2 separate regions of the Canis lupus genome follow, and region 1 is linked to region 2. Evidence: chromatin contacts called from public Hi-C data. All regions are on one chromosome and are shown on one strand. The core of a region is the stretch at or near the end of the contact, and the rest is flanking DNA. Distances in the headings are between cores, read along the strand shown. Region 1 overlaps TRMT12 (tRNA wybutosine-synthesizing protein 2 homolog). Region 2 has its middle 44 kb from the start of FER1L6.

The links. Hi-C and Micro-C count contacts between places; a contact is called where the count stands out from the background.
Region 1: a contact with region 2 is called in a Hi-C map of skin fibroblasts, with 4 times the contacts expected there. The contact joins two enhancer-like sites. A contact is called at or near these places in 4 of 9 Hi-C or Micro-C datasets (amygdala, blood, liver and 1 more).

Annotation. Positions count from the first base shown.
Region 1 is chr13:22,953,071-22,961,012 of UU_Cfam_GSD_1.0, reverse strand. TRMT12 (tRNA wybutosine-synthesizing protein 2 homolog) reads right to left here. Exons shown (of 4, transcript XM_038555461.1): 2 at 1,259-2,546; 3 at 669-821. The coding sequence starts at 2,021. Among named protein-coding and RNA genes, the nearest start is that of RNF139, 18 kb to the left of the region's middle. Within about 2 kb of position 2,187, at least 13 of the 20 cell types and tissues checked have an H3K27ac peak or open chromatin away from gene starts, as enhancers often do.
Region 2 is chr13:22,504,618-22,511,574 of UU_Cfam_GSD_1.0, reverse strand. No RefSeq gene overlaps it. Among named protein-coding and RNA genes, the nearest start is that of FER1L6, 44 kb to the left of the region's middle. Within about 2 kb of position 3,859, at least 3 of the 20 cell types and tissues checked have an H3K27ac peak or open chromatin away from gene starts, as enhancers often do.

The DNA of each region.
Region 1 (7,942 bases), core at 938-3,437, 450 kb before region 2:
ACTCATTTAGGAATGATAAAGGGCATGAAGTTAATAGAGTAATTCTTAACCACTTCCTTCCTAGTTTAGTCAGTCTTAATAACAAAGAACAATTTGAATGCTTTGATTTAGACTCTGTTGCTTAGTCCCATCAATTTCGCATCTCAACTCCATCCACTTCCCCTTGCCCCCTTCCCTGCCTCCCACGCCCATCACCCTAATACAAGCCGCCACCATCTCCTCCCTGGACAACCACAGAAGCCTCCTCTCAGGTCTCCCTGCTTCCATCTTGGCCCTTCTCCGGACCGGTTTCCCATATTGTAGCTAGAGTGATTTTGGAAACAACACTGTGTCTTTCACTCTAAATTAATCAAAGCTTGTGTACAACTGCTTATTAAACAGCCACGTGAGACCATTCAAAGAAACCCTCATTTTGCAAGTAAGGATGTTCCCAAGGTAAGACAGGAAGGACCGAGGTCAGAATTCACCGCACAGGCTTCACTTCAGTGAGTCAGCCATACGGTTTCTCCCAGATAGAGAGTTCATTCTCAATGTGTTAATGGAAGACAAATGAGAGGACGTGGATTGATCTAGAGCCTGCTTTCAGGGCCACAAAATATTAAAATAGGTTGCCAGGAGAAAAGAGAGGGGAGAGCCCTGCCTAAACTTGCGTATTAAGGGTCACTCACATGCAGATCCTTGTGTCTCAGGATCCACCTTCTTTAGCCATGTAGAGCACAGGGGCGGCATTCCAAATCCAACACGATGTGATCCACGTGGGGAGCATAGGATTTCACCGGTTGGATGTGCAGGATTTGGGTCTTCCATGGTTTCCCGTGCACCTGCTGAAGAAGGGTGGCAATACAAGTTTCTGCAGACTCTGCCCACCTCTGCCACTCTGGTTTGGTGGCTGCTGATGGCATTTTTCTCCTAGAATCCCTGGTAGCGCCATTTGTCCATTGGTTGGTGACAATTTGCTGAGGATAAGAAGAATGCTCCTTTTCCATTTCACTGCTTCCAGGAGGCTGGAGAGTCTTCCCTGGGTAAGATTCCACATTTTGGTGGATATGCAAAATGCCCCCCGCATCCCGTCTTAGCAGTTGGCAGGCAATGGGCCAGCCTTCTTCCGAGCTGGGAATCAGCCCCAGGTTCACCCTGTCTGCAATGTTTGAGAGCTTCAGTTTTCTGTTATCCCCAAAGTGTATCTGGCACCGATGTGCTACTCCATTGATATCAAGGTTCTTTCTCAGAGCAACTACCGCATGGGGATTCCACTCACAGGCATGGACGAAGGCAGCCCCAGCATGGACTAGGAAGGGCAATGTAAAATAACCAATCCCCGCATACAGATCCACCAGCACTTCTCCAGCACAGGGCAGCGATGCCACTCGAAGCTTCTCCGTGATGTTTCCGAAGGAGAACATGCACCGGGTCACGTCAAACTTATATCGGATCCCATTATCCACATGCTCTACCCAGCCATCGTCGCCCAGCAGCAGAGTCACTGCTGGGGTTCGAGTGCCATCGGGTGATACCCGCCCTCGTTTGGCCACACGATGGACGCCAAGTGCCGACGCAACAGTCTTCCAGAGTTCTGGTTCCAGATTTTCCCACTGCTTGGCTTGGAAACAGTCCTCGCTCAGCAACAAGAGGTTACCGTGTCGTTGCCAAGATCGGGGCAAATCAGCCTCCAAGTCAGCGGACCACGTCACTCCCCGGCCCTCTACCCAGCGACTCACTTCAAGACGCAGCCTCTGGGCGGGCGAACCACCCTGGGCCTTCTTTGAGGGAACAGGATCCCGGAGCTGCGTTACCCTACAGGTGCTGCCTGGAGCCACACGGTTCCGCAGCTCCTGCAGGTGCCGCTCAGGGAGCGCCTCGCCCAGCACCGGCAGCGCCACCGTGCCATCCGGCATCTTTTCCAGACGGTGCTGTCTATCTAGGAGTTGCTGTTTCTCGAGATACTCTCTGTATCGCTGGGTAAACCGAGGCTCAGTCACAACCGCGACAACAGCCGCGGGCTTCCCAGCTTCCCCTTCCATGTTGCCGGCCCCACATTCCCTCGGATTCCCTCCGCGAGACTCACTCAGATCCCACAGCCCCGGGGCTCTGCATGGGCACCGCGGCAGCGGGAAGCACGGCGCACACGCCGCGGAGCCGGGGTCGGAAGTGACGTTAAATAGGCAGGCCGGAAGTAAGCATTGACGCGCTCGTTGGCAAATAGCGTCGCCGTTACCGTGGTGAGGCCGCTGTCGCCATCTTTGTTGTGGTCAACCGTCCACTGGCTGCAGCCTAAGGGGACATTAATAATAACAAGGAATTCTGTGGGCTTAAAAACGTCTGATTAGTCGGTAAACTCCAGAACCCTCGTGCACTCTCTTCAGTTCCGCTCATGCATCCAAAGAAAGAAGTGCACTTGGAATGATGGGCTGAATTCGGAGAAAGTCTTCCCATGTTCTCATGCTGCTCTCGGGTCATTGTCAGCGGCCGCAGCCTTTGCTGAGAGTGAAGAGCCTACTACAGCTTCCTCATTTCCTTTCCTTGTGCAGATAGTCATCAGCATCTCACTGTCATGCAGTATTAAAACAAAACAAAACAAAACAAAACAAGTATTTGCAAGTTAGAAGGATCTGAGTAAATCATATCACCTCTCAGAATCAGAATCCTCATCAGTAAAATGACTTAGGTTACCTTTCTCAGATGCCTGCCATGATTAAAGATACCATATATAAAGCGCTTTGAACAGTGACTAGCAAAGAGTAGATACTCAAAAGAGATATGTAATAAGTTGAAGTGGTTAGATGGTAGATACTAAATACCTGCTGAAATGCTTTGATACAGCTAATGAGAACAAAGAAGAATTCCCTTACACCTAAACTCAAATAGTTGAAAGTTAGAGTTGTAAGGAAGCCCTATTCTTTTTACTTACTTACTTTTCCCATCGTTCTACACATTAGGATATTGAGACCTAGAGAGTTAACATTCATTAAATTCCCCAGTTCAGGTCTCTCTGTATGAGAGGCACAAGGCTATGGGTAAAACAATTTTTTTTTATTTCTTGACACCTATTCAGTATCACCCAAAGTTGTTGTTGTTGTCATCAGTTTTGTCTCTATGTTTAAAATTCAGATTCCATGAAGAAAATATCACGTGGGAGAGTAGATCCTTTTGGTGCCCTATTTACCCTTGGCACTCACCATTCCTGTATATGCCAACCCAAAGCTTCTAACAAAAGCACTTAGTAGTCAGCCTGATGGCTTTCTCTGCTCACCAGAATTGGCTCAGCATATGTCCAAGGCAGGCCAGAAATGCTGGGGAATAACTGCCCACTGCCACCTCTTGGGTGGCAATCTCAACCAGTGACTGATGGAAGTTGGTGAATAAGTTTCCCAGTTCCATATACCTTAGTTGGTATACCTGTCTCCCAGGGTTCTCTTAGGACTTCAGTTTTTCCATAATCCTCTGTATGCTGTGCATTTTCAATTTCTCTTTTTCTTTTTCTCCTGGATTATTCCCATCAGTATATAAACACACTGCCACTTGCCATCTTTAATTACCTCTCTTGATTCTTCACTTTTACTGATATTTTCAAGTTCATATTTCTCACTATTCCATATTTTCTACTCCCAACTCCAATATCATTTGTCTTTATTATCTCAACTTGGTGTCTAATAGGCATCTCATATTTAATATGTGTAAAATAGATTTTTTCTGCAACTGCTCCCATGTATATAATAATACTATGTTATCCAGCATCCACTCATTTACTCAAGCACTAGATGATAGTTTAGAACTATCTCCTATCACCTCCCCACTCCCACCTTTTCCTCAACTTCCTATTACTATTTGATAATTAACTGCCAGGTGCTATATACTCTATATACTCCATATATTCTATATACCTTGATACTCCAAAATATATGCCAAATTAGCCTACCTCTTTTGATTTCCCTAGCCACCTTCTGGGACATAGGTTACTGCAGTGTCCTTCTCACTGGTTTCTCCTTTAGGGCTCTTACCTTCTTTTTTATTCTCCAACTACCAATCAGGATGAGAATTCTCCAAACATTATGATCCTAACTTTCCCTACTGAAAAACAGTTCCTGCCTACCCATTGTTCAAAGAGTCAGCTTCTTGCCCTGGCCCACCAGACTATGCATGATCTGGTTTCTAAGTATCAGCCTGAGATGGAACTATTCCCCAAGCTAAACACACAACAGGGACTCCAGTCTCCTTTCACTTCCTAAAATAGGCCAAGTCTTTTCTCATGCTTTTATCTTTGGACTCGTTATTCCCTTTGTCTGAAATGCCCTTCCCTCAGATGATGGAATGGCTGAGGATTTGTCTGAAAGTCATCTTCTGGTGGAGCTTTCATTCAACACTCTCTTTTCTCTCCAATGTTAGGTCTACTTAATACTGTTAAATTTGGGGTGCCTGTGTGGCTTAATCCATTAAGTGTCTGACTTGGGCTGGGGTCATGATCTCAGAGACATGGGATCAAGCCCCACCTTGTACTCCCTACTCAGCAAGGAGTCTGTTGGAGATTCTCTTTATCTCCCTGTCCCTATCCCTCTGCCCCTTACCCGGCTCATGCTTTTTTTCTCCTCTGTCTCTCTCTCTAAATAAATAAATCTTTTAAAAAATACTGTTAATTCCTCCTTTAATACTAGATTGCTATTTATTTATTTACTTTTAAATGTCAGTTTTCCCTTGTAGCAAATAATTTTCTCATAGAAAAGGAATGTTCTTTTTCTGTCTACTGCTATATCCCCAGCATCTTCTATATAGTTCTTGGTCACAAGTCATTGCTTGGCAAATACCATAATAATTAAGAGAATGCTTGACCACCAAGAGACTTGAACATGTTTATACCCATTTGAGCAGTAAATCCATTCCATGAATGTAGAATGATCAGAAATTCACACAAAGATCGATAAACTAAAATATTCCTTGCTGTTTTTCTTAAACCTACAGTTGAAAGGTTAAATGAATCATGGTACATCCCTTAGATGGAAATATTAAACAGTTGTTATGATTATAAGAAATATTAATGACACAGGAAGTTACTCCTTATAAAGTGTTAAATTGCAAAATATATACAATTATGCCTTAAATTATATTATTTATTTTAAAAAGTTTATTGGGGCAAGTTCTAAAAATGTGAACAGTCATTCACAGTGATTCCCGATATGATGCAATTATAAGTGATTCCATTTTCTTTTGTACATTTTTCTCCAGTTACTAGTTACATGTGATGAACAAATGTTATCTTTATATCTTAGAAAAATCTTTAGAAAATCCATGAGGCAGTAAAAATGTTGTTTTCTGGGTCTCATATAAATGGAAACTCCCTTTCATTTTATTTGTAGTGGCAGGTGATAAAAATCATGTCTCACAAAGTGTTTTATCTCTAGGTTTCCTTCTGTTCCAAAGTCAGTCTGACACTTTACAACAGTAATTAAAATAACGTAGTACAGACTTTGACCCAAACAAATCCTACTTTTAATCTGAGGTAAACAAAATGTTGGGGGACATGAGTTGAAATGTAACTTAATATTTGAGAGTTGGAAATGATCCTTTAAAAGTTGCAGATTACAAATGATCCCCACTTGTAATGGCCATCTTGATCCACCATCCCTCAAGCACTTGACTTCATTTTCCCCACCATTTCCATCATGTGAATTCATTGAAACGACAGCAAAGCAAAAGCAATCAGCAATGACAATAATAAAGAAGCTTGTAGACAACCCATGAGTTCCAACACAGAAGAAGATGATTACTTAGTAAAGAAATAGGTCAGAGAAATTACCTGGAGAGGCAAGGAGAGGGTGGGCAACTTTATTATAAGCTGCCTCTCCCAAAGTGGCTAGAATTATTTAATTCCATATGAATTTTAGTCCGAGAGCCCCCAGCTGGGGATGAGTCTGTAACCACCTCTTCTTGATGAAATGCCAAAACCCCGAAGACCAAGGGACCATCCACCAGCCTGTATTATGAGAGGTGGCATTCAATTCTTTAAGGGCCGTCAGCTTTCACATAGGTAGGGGGTTCTGAACGGTGTTGGGCTGGCTGTATACACAAGGGCTTTCCTGCATAGCTTGAGAGATCCTGGAGGCTAGAAATAAAGCGAAATAATTGCTTTTATTTTCTTAATCTTCTCTTCCTTCCATTCTTCACTCCACTTGCTGCACATGGCATGCTGTTCCCTTCCCTTTGGTACCTCTTCATTTGTTCATTCATTTTAGCATCACCGCTGCAGTTTTTGAACAACTGTTTGCTAACTTCCTTTCACGGAACTCTATTCTGAGCTGAAGATAGACTCAAGAATACTTCTGAGGCCATGAGTTAAGTGCTACTAGAGTTGCCATTTCAAGTGCTTTGTGAGCATGGAGGAGAGATCAAGCCATCTTTCTTTTGCATTTTGAAGAACACAAAATGTTCTCTTTGCTTTTCCTCCTGCCTCACTGAATGCTGCTTCTTATGGGTGTACTTGTCTACCTCCCCTCACTGCTACCAGCACCCACTACATTTGATGTTTCCCAGATGCTTCACACTCAACACTTCCAAAATTGAACTCAGCTCGTGTTCTCCTCTTTAGCTCATGAAATGCTCCTGCCAGTCTCCTAGTTGTTCATGTCACAAACCTGGGACTTTTCTTTTACTTATGCTTCTCCCTTGCCCTCAGTGCTCACAACAAAACCACTGCCATTCTGAATGGACTTTCGTGCTGCATAGTTCCCCAGAGAATCCCCTTCTCCCTGCACCGGTGACAGTGCCCTAGATCATGTCCCACAGTTTTCTGAGTGGATCGCCCACCTTTGTTTATTTCACCAATAACATACTATTACTTTACTCCTTTTATTTTATGTCAGAGTATTCGAACTGAAAACCAAGATGGTAAAGAATTTTTTCACAAGCTTTGTTTTATTATATAAAGAGCTACATTGTCACATTACAAAGTTCATTATGCCATAATTCAATGTTCCATTATGGCACATGGGCTTTGAATAATTCATATTATAATACTCAGAGCTTGAGACTTTGTAATATTTACATTTGTAAAATGCAAAAATAACAAATTTTAATAAAATTCTTTCCATAAAAAGTTCTCACTTTAATTCGCTAGTAATTTTATTCCATCGTGGCCAGAGAACATACATGTATACTTTCAATCCTTTTCGATTTATCGAGGCTTCATTTTATAACCTAGCACATGGTCTTGACTTGAGAATGTACCACGTGCACTTGAGAAGAATGTGTGTTCTGCTGTTGCTGTGGAGTGTCCTGTAGTTGTCTGTTAGCCTGTATCCTTTTAACTTATTAGGTAAAGTAATTTTGTGGTCATTACAATTAACAACCATAGCCTCAATTCAAGAACTAGAATACCTAGTATCAAGTACTGATCTAGACACATGGTCCTCTCCTATTCCCATGCACTCAACACACTCCTTCCCTTTGCTACGGTTCACTTTCATGACTGGTCTCACTGCTCAGACAGTTCCCTTCCTAAGGCCAGTCAGAACATCCTCAGGAAAGCCTTTTCTAACCTCCTATCCATCACCCCAATAAGGAAAATCCCTACCAGTGATTCTCATAGCACCATGTTCTTTTCATAGAGCTCTTTCCAGCTATATTTTTTCATTTTTAAATTTGGTTAATTGCTATCTTCCCACAAGTGTGTAAGTTTCGGGGTGGAGGAGGTGGTAAGGAGCTGGATTTCCCTTCATTATTGTATTTCCTTATTGTATCTATGAGAACCTGCCACATATACTACATTCTAATAAAATATCTGTAGAATGAACACATGAGTGAGTGAGTGAGTGAGTGAGTGAGTGAGTGAATGAATGAATGAATGATGGGAGAAGAAAGATCTGCAGGAATGACAGTTCAGGGCTCAAGTGAGCGTTTTTAGTTCCAAGATGGTACCACTAGATGGCAGCAATAATCAGCATCAAAGTAGTTG
Region 2 (6,957 bases), core at 2,610-5,109:
TAGCAAAACTTTTGCTTCCTGTCCCAAGCAACAATATATAAATCAGTCTAACAGATACATCAATGAGCAAAAGAAGCCGAGACGCAAAACAGTGCCAACTGTATGCTTCCATATCTATGAAGTTCAAAAGTAAGGTGATAGAGGTCAGCGTAGTAGTTAACATCTGGAGGGGCATGAGTTAGGAAGGAGCACAAGAGAGTTTCCTGGGGTGCTGGAAATGTTCCTTTCAGGTATCTGTAAGTGCATGTGCGCGCACACACACACACACACACACACACACACACACACTGCATCTGAGTCCTCCAATTTCATGACAAGGTCAGATAGAGGGAAGGCTTGAGAGGCAGTTCCATAAACACAGCCCCGCAGGAACAGAGATGTAAGGGCGGACAACAGAGACTGAGTGACCAGCCTGGATCCTTCTAGTCTGTCTTCCCTGTAACTTCTCATGAGAAACACTTTTTATTTTGATCCCAAGAGAAACTTAATTAATTTCACCAATTTACTCAACCTTTGAGAGGGACTAAGTGGCACAAGTGTAGCTACCTGCCCAGGCTCCCCAGTTCCGCAGACCCCAGTCTCTTCCGAGAGTCCCACGGGTTATCCTGCTTGTATTCAAACCAGAGAATCATGCTGGCAGCCTGCTGGGGGCTCTGATGGCGCTGTGAGTGATTCATGGCCCTGCAGGGACACGAGGTCTGCAAATCTGATGACTCCTCAGTCACTGGAGAGAAATGATGCATGACAGAAAGGCTGAAACTTCTTGGATCTTTTTTGTTCCTAAAAGGGAATATTTTGGCAGGTGACTGCCGCTGCAGGGTGATACGAACAGGATGCTGAGCCGAGCCTCTTTGGCAGGACTCACGGGCGGTGACAGTCTGCTTACCCCCCATGCATCAGGAGCTCTCACTTCACCTCATTTAATGCTTGTGTCAGTCTGTGAGGTAAGTCTTAGCCGTCCTCATTGTCGTGATAAGGAAAGTGGAGTTCAGAATGATTGTGCAGCCTGTCCAAGGTCACTTGGCCAGTATTCTTGAAGCCAATGTCCTGCTTTGTTTTTAGAAAGTATGGCTTTGGGGATCCCTGGGTGGCTCAGTGGCTTAGCACCTACCTTTGGCCCAGGGCGTGATCCTGGAGTCCTGGGGTCGAGTCCCACATCGGGCTCCCTGCATGGAGCCTGCTTCTCCCTCTGCCTGTGTCTCTGCCTCTCTCTCTCTCTCTCTCTCTCTCTCTCCAAGGCATCTTCATGTGGACCTTTCCATTCACACTCTTTAAATCTTTAATGAATGCATCATGGTGAGGAAGAGGATAAGGAAGCCCGGGTTCAGACAAGGGGCAGAGTTTGTCTGAGGCCACGGTGTAGGGGAACGGTTGACCGGGTATCACAGAGAGAGCACAGGGGCTGCCAAGACGAGAGCCAGCTTGCAACACAGCCTCGTACACGCTCCTCTCAGGCGGCTCTCGGCCAAGGGGTCTCCATGCAAGGGCCAAACAAAAATCACAGCTCACTGTCCCCAGCAACGGACCTGGTGTCGTGAGTCCCACCGATATCCCCTCAGCCCACAGGGAGGGTCATCTGTGGCCTCAGCTCCTGGCTTCAGCTCCTGTGCATGTTGCTGCCTTCCTGCCCCATGTATAGGTGTCTCTCTGCCTCAAAGTGTCTCTCTAACCTGGGGAGTATGCTCAGGCCCCCGGTAGGGCAGGTCAAAGGTGCCAGGGAGTTAACAGCCATGGAAGCAACCCCCAGCCAGTGAGGGACGGGGTCAGAGAAGCAATCCCCAGTGTCCCTCACCCACAGGGGATGTTACTCAGTCTCCCAAAGGGTCCCCTTCAGAATGGAGCCCTGATGGTCCACAGCCTTAACCCTCTCATTGGCCAACCCCTTAATGGCTTTGATCCCTTCCTTGCCCCCACCCTCAATGTGATTCCAGGGTATGAAATAGCTCTCATATAAGCTATTTGCACCAAAATCTGTCTCATTCTGATGTAACTCTCAAAACATACCTTTAATTTGTGCCCCCCCCCCAAAAAAACAAGACATCAGAGATGTCTCTACTACTTCACTTCACACAAATATACAAGTTCAAATACAAAAGGAAGGGCAGCCCTCAATGCTGAGCCCCGGGGCCACTGGGCACCACTGGGAGAGCCTGTGGGAGTGAACCTGGGGTTACAGGGGTGTGGAGTGCAGGTTCAAGTCTCTTTTCTCCAGCATTTTCAAACATTGTTCATGACCTGCTCAAATCCCTTTAAACTCCTCTAAGGCTCTCTTTGGGGGGAAAGCAGTACTAGGAACTGTCCAAGCAGCGAGCATAATGTGCACCATTTATTGCTTTCTGGGCAAGCACACTGTCATGGCTCTCAGCCCCCCCCCCCAGCAGAGGATCTCTGGTCCAGTGGAACAGAGGATCTTACTAGCCTTGAGGGCCTTCGAGAAACCCTCTGCTTCCTCCTCCACAAAACCAACTGGCCTCATGTACGGAACCAGCCATTGATTGTGTGCAGACCAGGCCCACCTGGGTCAGCCTGAGGAGGCTGCATTGCCCAGCGTACAGAGCGACTGAGAAAATGTGACACACACGCCACCTCGGTCTCCCTTTCTATTCCTCAAGATCCCATCTTTGCACTTACCATTCTGTCCACCTGGAAGGCTTTTCCTCTAGCCTTTTGCATCGTTGGTCCAATCCATCCTTTCGTATCTCAGCTCCATGTCAACTCTCCAGAGAGGTCTTGGCTAAAGAGCCCATGTGAGGTGTTCCAGCCACCTGCCACTCTAATACCGCCCCGTTAACATTCTTCATGAGCACTCAACCAGCCAAGGTGTCCTGTTGTTTCCTTTCTTCTTTTATTGTATGTCCCCAGCCCAACCTCCTGGTTAAGAATGGAAACAGCGTCAGAGAAGGGAGCTTGCGTGTTTTATTATCTGGCTTGGTGACGGAATTCATGGTCTCCAAGAAAGACCCCCTGTCCCTGGTGTCACATATATTCTCTTAATTCTTTGATCAAACCCTTATTTAGGTGCTGCTGTGAAAGGGTTTTGTAGATGTACTTAAGGTAAAGTAAGGAGAATATGCGGGTGGGCCTGACCTAAACACATGAGACCTTAAATCTGAGTCTAGAGATCAGATACAGAGAAGTCAGGGAGAGTCACAGTGTGAGGACGCAACACGAGGAAGGTTCCCCATGGCTTTGGAGATAGAGGGGGACATGTGTCAGGGAATGCAGCAGCCTTTAGGAGCGAAAAGAGCTCCCAGCAAGACAGTCAACAAGGAAACCAGGACTGCAAGGCTCTCAATTTTGAATTCTGATTTCTGCCACAACCCCATGAGCTCTGGAGGAGAAGCAGCCTTCTAGAAACCTTGATTCTAGCCTTATGGGACTCTGAGAAGAGAACCCAGCTATGCCGTGCACGGACTTCAGACCCACAGAAACTGGATGTCATTTTACGCCACTAAATGTGTAGTAATTTATTATGCAGCAATAGAAACCCAACACACATGGAACGTTTTATTCAACGCAAAAATTGACCCAAGTGTCAGCTTTTCAGACTCAGTAACATACCCCTGCCATGGCCACCAGGTTGACTATTACATTATTGTCTCTGAACCCCCAAGTCCCCTTCTGTGCCCCTCTGTGATCCTGGGCAGGACCAGATGCTCCTGCTTGGCCGTGGTGGGGAGAAGTGATCGCTAGAACAAAGTCAGGAAGAAGGGGTCGTGGGCACCCACCTCAACCATTGCCACCCAAATACATTCAGGTGGCTTTTCAACAATGTTTCCGTGTCATCCCACACTCAGTCCCAGCACGAGATGCCTTCCCTCGGAATTCTATTCGTATCACCCTATAGGAGTCAGTCCTGATGTTCTCAGAGTAGTTCTCCAAGCCAACGACAGTCAGCAGGACTGGGGAGGTGGGTGAGGATGGACTACCACCAGATCCTGCTTATTCTGCGGAAAGGAAAATCTGTGCTGTCCTCCGGCTAGTGGAGAATTTGAGCCGAGCAAGGAGGATTGCAAAGTGAAACACTGCCACCCTCTGGAGGGGAAAAGCCTGCAGAGGTGACTCCAGCCGCCAGACTGGGCTTTGAACAGGACCATCCTAACCCTGGGAGGCCAACAGAGGGTTGCAGAAGGGGAGGTGGGTGGGAGGATGGCCTAACTGGGTGACGGGCATTAAGGAGGGCAGGTGATGAGATGGGCACTGGGTGTCACACTATATGTTGGCAAGTTGAATTTAAATAAAATATTAAAAAATAAAAATAAACAGGACTGTCACTGCTTTGCCGGAGCAGGAAGGCCAGCACTCCAGGGGCGTGGACAGTGACTTTCCAAACAGCAGCAAGAACATCATCGAGAGATCAGGTTCAAAGAAAAGTTTAGTCGGGCAATGGTGCCCTTGGAGCACTCTGGAGTTACAACGGTGTTGTTCAAATGACAGCGGGAATGGTCTAAATAAGACAAATTTCTAGTGGACAATCCTGCCTGGCATTGGGTGGGTGTCTGCTTGGAAGAGTGGCAAGTGCTCAGTGTTTTCTCTCACGGGAGAAACAGACAAAAGCAACAAGACAATTTAGAGCAGACTCAGCATTTTCCAAAGCTCTGTCCTTCCCCTCGTGCATGGAGAGGAAAATCACACTCTGCATAATTTGGGCCTAAGAAGTGGCCTCTTAGGATATACTCAGGACTGATGTTCACTGTGCTTTCATCGGGAGATTTTTGGATTGAAAAAAATGGGCTAGCTGTTCGTGGACTTTATTTGAAATAAGTGTAACTTTCATTTTATTCAGTTGGCCATAAGGAACCACCTGAGTTTTTGATCCTCACGATTTTTAAAGACAATTTACTTAACTAACGATGCTGCGTATTGATGAGGAAGTTCTGGCATGGAAAGTATACATTTTCAGAGAACATTTGATAGATGAAAAAAATTCTAACTAAGTAATGTGAAATGCAAAAGGCAAGAGACTAAGCTTCCTGTAGAGGGTGGCTCTGGATTGTTCCAGGCATTTACCTATGGCTGTGTATGTGTTTCTATGTTGTTGAGTAAGTGAGAAGAATGTGCTGCTAAGAATCATACCAAAAACTTCCCAGTGTTTATCTCTGGGTAGTGAAATTATGGTTTGACATTGTCATCCTCATTTTTGTCTGCATTTTCCAATCTGTCATAGCGAAAGTGAATTGTGTCCTTATCAGAAAAAAACTGTGACTTAAAAAGCTAAGGGAGACCTGGGTGACTCAGTGGTTGAGCGTCAGCCTTTGGCTCAGGTCGTGATCCTGGGGTCCTGGGATCGAGTCCTGAATCGGGCTCCCTGCAGGGACCCTGCTTCTCCCTCTGCCTATGTCTCTGTCTCTCCCTCTGTGTCTCTTACAAATAAATAAAATCTTTAAAAAACTAAAGCTTTCTAAAAATAATGTAAGATTTGTAAACAATTATATGGGCCATGGCTGTTGGTGATTTTAAAATGCGTGCCAATCCCTAATTGCTGTCACAGTTGGAATAGTCTAGGTCAGCAGCTCTCAGACATTTTGGTCTCAGGGCTCCTTTAAAATATTAAAAATTATTGAGGCCTCCAAAGAGCTTTTGTGGATTCAGTTGACATTTAGTAGAAATTAGAAATTTAGTATATCTGTTGACATTTAGTAGAAATTAAAACTGTAAAAAGTGTTGAGCATTCATTATTTCAAAGTACAATAATAAACCCATGACATGTTAGCATAAACAACGTATTTAATGAAAAATAACTACCTGGGGATCCCTGGGTGGCTCAGCGGATTAGCGCCTGCCTTTGGCCCAGGGCACGATCCTGGAGTCCCGGGATCGAGTCCCACGTTGGGATCCCGACATGGAGCCTGCTTCTCCCTCTACCTGTGACTCTGCCTCTCTCTCTCTGTGTCTCTCATGAATGAATGAATGAATGAATGAATGAATGAATGAATAAAATCTTTAAAAAAAAGAAAAATATCTTTTCTTTTTGTAAGATTTTACTTATTTATTTGAGAGAGAGAACACAAGCCAGGGGAGGGGCAGAGGGAGAGAGAGAAGCAGATTCCCTGCTGAGCGGGGAGTTTGACATGGGGCTTGATCCCAGGACCCTGGGATCATGACTTGAGCTGAAGGTAGATGCTTAACCAGCTGAGCCACCCAGGTGCTCCATATATTTTCCAAAGAAAAAGTACTCCGATGAGAAAAAGAGCATTGTTGTATGTCCTTGCAAATCCTTTTAATGTCCGGCTTACTAAAGGCAGCTGGATTCTCATATGCTTCGGCATTCCATCTGTTACTCTGATTGAAGTACATGAAGAATATTTGGCCTCACAACAAATATATGTTTGGAAAAGAGAGGAAGTAATTTAAAGATAGATAGATAGATAGATAGATAGATAGATAGATAGATTTATTATTTATAGAGCGAAAATGAGCAAGTGTGGGGGTAAGGGCAGAGGGAAAGAATCTCAAGCAGACTCCCCACTGAGCGCAGAGCCTGACACCAGGGATCCACCTCAGGATCCTGAGACATGACTTGAGCCAAAATCAAGAGTTGGATGCTTAACCAACTGAGCCACCCAGTTGCCCAGAGAGGAAGTAATTTAATAGCCTTTTCAGATAATGGTGGATATTGCCTTTTTTACTACACTGCTGTGGGTTCACTGCACATTGCAGGTTGGTCACACAGGGATGGGTAGAGAAAAAAACAAATGTTCTATTCATTGTAGTCACAGGGGATCCAGGCTGAGCAAGCTCTCACCATCTTAAATGTTACCAGTCACCTCACCATGAGGAAAGGAGAATTCCAGAGGATCTTGTCTTGACAATGACATCTTCTGCCCAGAACTAACACAATCCATTCACCTCTACTCACTGGCCAGACAAGTCAAATGGCTCCATCCAACCACACAAGGATGGCCCCCTGTTATCCCACTGAGCCAGCAAGGGCAGCCACTGGGAATCATTGCTGAC